Linked DNA regions of Bos taurus: region 2 is linked to region 1. The links are chromatin contacts, called in public Hi-C maps. All regions are on one chromosome and are shown on one strand. The core of a region is the stretch at or near the end of the contact, and the rest is flanking DNA. Distances in the headings are between cores, read along the strand shown. Region 1 holds the start of GBF1 (golgi brefeldin A resistant guanine nucleotide exchange factor 1). Region 2 overlaps SUFU (SUFU negative regulator of hedgehog signaling).

The links. Hi-C and Micro-C count contacts between places; a contact is called where the count stands out from the background.
Region 2: a Hi-C map of liver shows a contact between it and region 1, with 2.2 times the contacts expected there. The contact joins the enhancer-like site here to the promoter of GBF1 in region 1. A contact is called at or near these places in 2 of 11 Hi-C or Micro-C datasets (liver and skin fibroblasts).

Annotation. Positions count from the first base shown.
Region 1 is chr26:22,887,408-22,890,900 of ARS-UCD2.0, reverse strand. It overlaps GBF1 (golgi brefeldin A resistant guanine nucleotide exchange factor 1), which reads right to left and starts at 1,545. Exons shown (of 40, transcript NM_001081600.3): 1 at 1,289-1,545.
Region 2 is chr26:23,221,000-23,224,492 of ARS-UCD2.0, reverse strand. It overlaps SUFU (SUFU negative regulator of hedgehog signaling), which reads right to left. Exons shown (of 11, transcript NM_001098083.2): 7 at 1,050-1,206. Among named protein-coding and RNA genes, the nearest start is that of TRIM8, 43 kb to the left of the region's middle. Within about 2 kb of position 1,907, at least 22 of the 102 cell types and tissues checked have an H3K27ac peak or open chromatin away from gene starts, as enhancers often do. A contact at or near this core is called in liver, where this site is marked.

The DNA.
Region 1 (3,493 bases), core at 296-2,795:
GCCACAGGATCACACACTAACTCTAATCCTAGGTATGGATAACACTTACTGAGTGTACATTACAGGCTAAAAGGCACTTAGGTTGACATGCACAGTATAGGCCAGTACACATATATTGCTACTGCTTTTTAGAGCACATAAACTGAGCACAGCAAAGCAACCTCCAATCAGACCTTTCCATTTGTATCCTCCACAGGGTCCAGAGGTGTGCCTTGTATACCTGATTTAAAAGCATGCCAAGTTCTATGTCGTGCATTAAAAGACACTATACCTATTCCTTATTTTTAAAGGCATTCTTTACCACTGAGGGACTCTTATAGCTTTACAATACAGCAGTTTGTCAAAGTCATCACAGCACCACAAACTACGCTCTTTGGGGTTATGTTCCATCATTCATTCTGCTGTCCTGACCCTACCACTTTTAAACTGATTGAATATCTCTCATGACTCTTCCTACCACTAAAAATAATAGGCCAACAGTACCAACTTCACAGGTTTTCAAATTCCTCTCTGCTCTCCTCCAAATATGTTGTAATAGAATGGCTTCCTTGAAATTAAACTTCATCTCCTTAGGACAAGTGAAGAGAAGACCTGGGGAAGAGATGGCAACCAAAAATATACACCTGAAGAAAATATTTGTAAAAGATGAAAGAGGCGCAGAAGATTAAGCCCAGTGTTTACACACAGACCCAGACTGGCAGGTGAGCAGCCCCATAAAAGGAAAGCCTTCTCTTAAACAGGTCCTCGGGAGGCTGGCCTCAGTCCTTCCACAAGCTTTCTCACTACCTGGTCTAGTAGTAGTGATGATTAGTTCACCATCATTAATGAAGCAGTTCAGCTGTGTTAAAGAGGCAGTCACACAGAAGTGGGCGCTGCACAAAATCCAGTGAGACTCTCATCCAAGCTCTAAAAATCAACCCTGAAATGTAGATATGATACTCTGCAAGTTTGCTTTCAGCTTCTGAAAACTGGAAGGAAGACGCGGGAAGCTCCAAAAGACAGGAAATAGGCTAAGCCTGGAAACACAGGGAGAAGGATTCGGGTACTTGCAAGAGATCAAAAGGCAGAGTTGAAGTCGCCCCTCCGGCGGCAGAGGCCTGACCTTTGCCCCCTGCACCTCTCCCAGTGCCCTCCCACAACAATCTCTCTCTCATCTCGTTCTTGCCCCTGCGTCCCTAACCCAACCCGCCCGGCTCATTCGGTTTAAGGGCTCTCCTCTCCTTATTCCCTCTCGTGATGTCAGGGCGGCCTTCACGACACTGGAACTCTAATAAGAGACTTCGCTGACCTGTCAGCGGATCCAAAATGGCGGGGCCTAGTCCCAGGACCGGCGGCGGCTGTTCATGTCCAGCCCGGGCCTCGAAGGCGTCTCTGAGCGGCTCTCCCGGCTCTGGCGGCAGATAGGAGCAGGAAAGGAGCCCTTTCCGGGAGTTGAGGCCGAAATCAAAGCCCACCCAATTAGCCAGGAAGAGTCGGCCAGAACGGGCGGTGGAGCCGGCTACCTTCCCTGTCAGCTCACTGACGTGGTAACTAGCCTCAGTCTAGCCCGCTGCCTGGTATCTGCACGAGCCCTGCCGCTCATAGCCAATCATAGCTTCGCATCGTGAAAAATGGCATTTCGGTTACCCAATCGAAGGAAGGAAATTGGCGTCGGGAGGCGGGTAGTGCCTAAAGAGGCGAGATTACAAGGGAAAGAAAAAGATAGGCAGGGGACAACCAACGGATACGAGGACTCTCTGAGTGACAGTTCCTAGAACCAGTAAAAAAGCAGAAATTATGCTGGCAGTTGGAGAGGTGGAGTTAGGTAGAGTTAGGTTGCAGTGCACAGTTTGGCAGTGGCTGCTGGGCATTATGGGGAAGAAAGCTATGATTTGCTGGAAAGGGGGCGGAGTCCGTTTTGAGAGCCTTGAGTGGCCGACACTATTCTCTCTAGGCCGAAACCGGCCGCTTCTCCCTATTAAAGTCACCTGGGCCAATACTATAAACTTGAGGAATCGTTTCCTTTCAAGGCAGCTCAAGGGAGCAATCTATTCCAACCTCCCATCCCCCACCGTGCCTTCTGCTTGCTTGACTTCTCATAATGAATCTGTCCCATCTCAACTTTGTTTCTGTGTCTTGTGCCTTATGCCTGTCATCCTGAAATAGACAATGGGAGGTGACAACAGGCTTGGATATTTAATTCAAGTCCTTTCATTTTATGGATCAGGAAACTGAGTCCCAGAATGGAAAGATAGCCCCCATGTTTGTATATCTAGTTAATGACAGAGCAGAGACAAACCTAAGTGTCCTCACCTCTAGTCCAGTTCTTTTTTTCACTGCCCCTCGATACCTCTTACACTTTAGTTTATTAGACTGTGACTCAGCTCTGACCCTCATCCTAAGCCTTGATTTCTTTTGCTCAGTCTCTAGGTCATATCGACTCTTTGTGACCCCATGGATTGCAGCCCGTCAGGCTCCCCTATCCGTGGGATTTCACAGGCAAGAATACTGGGTTCCCATTTCCTTCCCCAGGGGATCTTCCCATCCCAGGGATCGAGCCTGCCTCTCCTGCATCCCCTGCATTGGCAGGCAGATTCTTTCCATTACACCACCTGGGAAGTCCCTGGATATTCTTTACCTATCCGGAAAAAAGCTAATCACACGGGTTAGTCCATATCACCAGTGACAGGAAACTGAAGGCTTTCCTGAAGCCTTAGAAATGATAAAACATCTGAGAGCAAGATGCCCCTAGTTGCCTCTCCCCTGGCAAGAGATGATAGAAGTTGCTAGGATATTTAGAGTGACCTAGTAGTTTGTGTAGAAAGGGGACAGAAGGATGAGTTTTCTCCTTGCAGATTGAATGTTGGAGTTCCTAGCCTATCTGCTTGAATAAAGCCTAGGTGTCCCTACAGACCTGAAGAGACTGCTAGAAAGATGAAAAAAAGATCCAGCTCTCTCCCCCATTTCCTCTCACTTATGGATGACTCAAATCTAAGGACGGAGAAGGCAATGGCACCCCACTCCAGTACTCTTGCCTGGAAAATCCCATGGACAGAGGACCCTGGTAGGCTGCAGTCCATGGGGTCAATAAGAGTCAGACAAGACTGAGCGACTTCCCTCTCACTTTTCACTTTCATGCATTGGAGAAGGAAATGGCAACCCACTCCAGTGTTCTTGCCTGGAGAATCCCAGGGACGGGGGAGCCTGGTGGGCTGCCATCTATGGGGTTGCACAGAGTCAGACACGACTGAAGCAACTTAGCAGCAGCAGCAAGTCTAAGGAAGTTACATTCCTAACCCCATAGGAATGTGGTCTCAAAACCAGACATCCAAAGCCTTGTGCTAGAATCCTCTAATATGGAGAAACCCATCAGACCCGAAGAACTCCTCAGTAGGTCTGTGTACCTACAAATGGGGCTCCTGATCTCTGGGTCCAGCTGAATATCTTGCCTCTTTCACCCAAAGAGAGTCAGAGGCTGATGATACAACCACTGTAGCATCTCTTCCAGCTTACC
Region 2 (3,493 bases), core at 658-3,157, 330 kb before region 1:
TCAAAGGGTGGGCTTAGGGTAGATGCTGAACATGATTAGTGATTTTTCTAGCTGTTTGTTACAGCCTCATGGATCTTACTTAAAAGAATTTTTTTAAAATAGCCAATAATGGTTGAAATTTTGGACAAAGCTGTGAATCCTTCCTTAAATTAGCTCTTTTTCGCAAAAGCAACTGAATGAGTCTAATAACTGTACAGTCTCTCAGAACCTCCCTGGGGCTTGGCACATCATTAGAACAAGCAGGAAGGAAAGAAAAGGGTCAGATATTTGCATGAGGGGTTTAAGTTGTTCTTTATGGAAAGAAAACCTTTTATAATTGCTATCACATGTGTTTGTATTTTATGCAGGACCAAGTATCTTACTCTTCAAAACATAAAGAAAGGGGGAAGCATAGAGAAAGGAAGTAGAGCAGCTATAAGCACATGTCTTTATATATGGCTGCTTTTCTTTTGAAGATAGTTAGGGATGCCCTTTCTTTAAAACCATGACTGCTTCTCTAGCCAAGACTAGCATGCTGAGCTTCCAACAGGAGAGCCATACCCTCCTTCTCCAAGGCCCACCCGCCTAGGTTCAGAGGTAAGGGTGCTTGCCCCTGCCCTTACTTTGTATCTGCAAGACAGTGTGTGTGTGGGCGGGGGGTAGAGTCTATAAACTGGTCTCATACTCAGGCCTTTCCCATCAGAGGCCTGGGCAGAGCTGAGGCCAGTATGATCCTCGGGTTTGGCATGGCTTTCAGGCTAGAGCTGGGCCCTGTGTCAATTCTGTGGGTGGCCAGGGCTTGTTCTCCTGCACTTGGGTGGACTATGGTCGTTTCCTGTAACTGTTCTAGGGCTTCCACTCACCTCCCCGACCTCAGATTGCAAGGGGCAAACCTAAAACACAATGGTCCCTGCTGGAGGTACAATGTGAAATACATACACACAAAACCCAGGAGAAATGGGTCAGTAAAGCTCCCTCCATTCCACCTTGCTGGAGATCTCACTGGCGGTTTAAATACTGCCAAGAAATGCTAAAACCCAGCCTGGGCAAGGGGAAGGCAAGGCCCCCACCTTTGCCGGAGAGCCGCCGGGGCTGAGCGCCCACGCAGATGCTCCGGCTGTCCTCGTCATCCTCGGGGGGCCGGCTCAGGTCATCCCAGGCGCACTTGGCACTGACACCACTCAGGTTGGAGCCGTCTGTCTCGATGCCTTTGTCAACTCGCTCCTGCTTGGAAAGAACCAAAGAGCCAGAGTTCCTTCAGCCAACCAGTGGCCCAAGGTCACCACCCATATTTGCTTGCCCATATTTACTGAGCCTCAATAAGAGGTAAGGGCTTCCTTGGTGGCTCAGCAGTAAGAATCTACCTGCCAATGTGGGAGAGGTGGGCTCGACCCCTCGGTAGGGAAGATACCTTGGAGAAGGAGATGGCAACCCACTCCAGTATTCTTGCCTGGAGAATCCCAGGGACAGAGGAGCCTGGTGGGCTACAGTCCATGGGGTCACAAAGAGCTGGACATGACTTAGGGACCCAGCACGAGCATGAGTAAGAGCTAAGCACGGGACAGGTGTCAGAAGAACAGGATTCCTGACTCTATTCTGCCCTGGTTACTAACGAGTGACAGTCTCTGCCAGCCACTGGGCTCCTCCAGGAGAACCAGGAGTTAGGGGAGCTGGGAAGAATGAAAATCCCAAGGGAAGCTTCTCCTCACTCATTAGACTTCCAGTATAGTGACCTTCACACCTGTTTCAGAGCCCTGACTCTGCCCACCCTGTGCTGGCCTATGGAGCTGACGTAGCAGGGCCAGGAACTACCTCCTGGAGGAAAGGCACAGTCCTTCCTCTGCTGACTGATCACCCGGCCCTGCTCCAGAGGCCAGTGTGGAAGCCAGCCACAGGCGGGAGAGACTGGGACTCAGCTCCACCTCTCCAGCTCCACACCTGCAGTTTCTTCTTCCAACAGCAGAGGGTGTGGTCACACGGTGACGAGCCCCAGAGAGCAGAAGGGCAGGACTTTCCCTGCAGCATTGCTGACTTGTTTGGCCAACGATTCTGGATGGAGATTCTTTTCCATTTCTTAGACTGAACTGGAGGCCGGGAGGGCGGTGAGCATCTGCAAGCTCCACCAGAGGTCCTGCCTTCGCACAGGCCTTGATATTGTGGAGTCCAAACACTCTCCAAATGGTCTCAAGGAAGAGGTGAACACAAATACCCTGGGATTTCCGGTAAAATACAGTTGTGCTGTTGGGCTTTGGATGAAAGGTCATCTGGGAGGCTCCTGCAACCTCGTTCATAAACAGTCATGTGGGCCAAATAAAGCTCCTGAGTCAGGACCTCAATTAGAATCTGCTCCTCCCTGTCTGGGGACCTTCTCCCCATGGCTCCACAGGCCCATACTGGCCTGCTGCTTGGCTGGGGAGCCTGTTCAGAAAGCACAAGGTAAGCCTACAGAGAGGGTCCTTGTTTCTGGACACCGTCAGCAGGTGGCCCTGGCCTGATGCCTCCTTCCCATCAGCCCCCCTCTCCCCATCTCCAGGGCTCCCATCAGCCCAGGCAAAGCTGAGGATTCTGAGTTGACAACAGGGAGTGGCTCTCTGTGCCCTAGGCAGGGGCGTGCAGGTTTGCTCAGGATAGAGTCTATGTTTTTCCTTCTCCACTGGCCACCTTGGGGCCCCTCATCTAAGCAAGAAGCTGAAGACATCTCTTGGCTCAATGAGCTCAGCCCACTTACTTTATGAGTAAACAAGAAAGGGTAAAGATGCCGAGGAGTCTGAGGACTTGTTCCCGCACACAACTGGCTAGTGGTAGAGTGTGGAGCAAAGGGCCAGGAGCAGCTCTAAAACAAACCAGCTGCAAGTAGACCCCAGAGACACAAGTGAGCACAGAGCAGCTCCCACTGGGCGCACACCGAGGTGCTTTGCTTGCTTTTAAAGAACACTAGTGCTCTGGGTCCTGCTGGCTGGCCTTAGGGATGCCTGAAGACTAGAAAGGAGAACTGTTCTCGGTATGTAGAGCAAGGACAGGCTGCTTACCCTAGTAGCTTAAAGACTGGGTGCTTTCTTAGCACTTGGCACTTAGGACAGGGGCCAAAGCAACAGCCCATGATGCCCTGTGCTGGATCCCAGTGTGGCTGCAGAACAAGGGCTTAGGGAAACACAGCCATGTGGTTCCAGTTCTTGCATAAGCAGAAGCTACTAGGAAACCAAGTTAAAGGAGAGATAACAGAGGATCCTGGCAGTGATCGAAAAGGTAAATAGGTAAATAGAGGAGCATCATCTGTGAATGAGTAGGCTTCTGCCCGAGAACTCCCAGGTCTGCAGTAATGAGCCCAGGGACCGCAGGCTGCCTGTCTGCCTGCTACCTCTCCCTACCCCCTCCCAGCCTTCCTAAAGAACACCAACTCTTGGCACTAACACAGGCTGCCTGTGGCCTGTGAGATTTCTACAGAGGCATAAAATGTTCAGAGATGGCAATGACTTGCAAAGGGCAAGGGCAAAAGAGAAGGAGGCAGGCACGT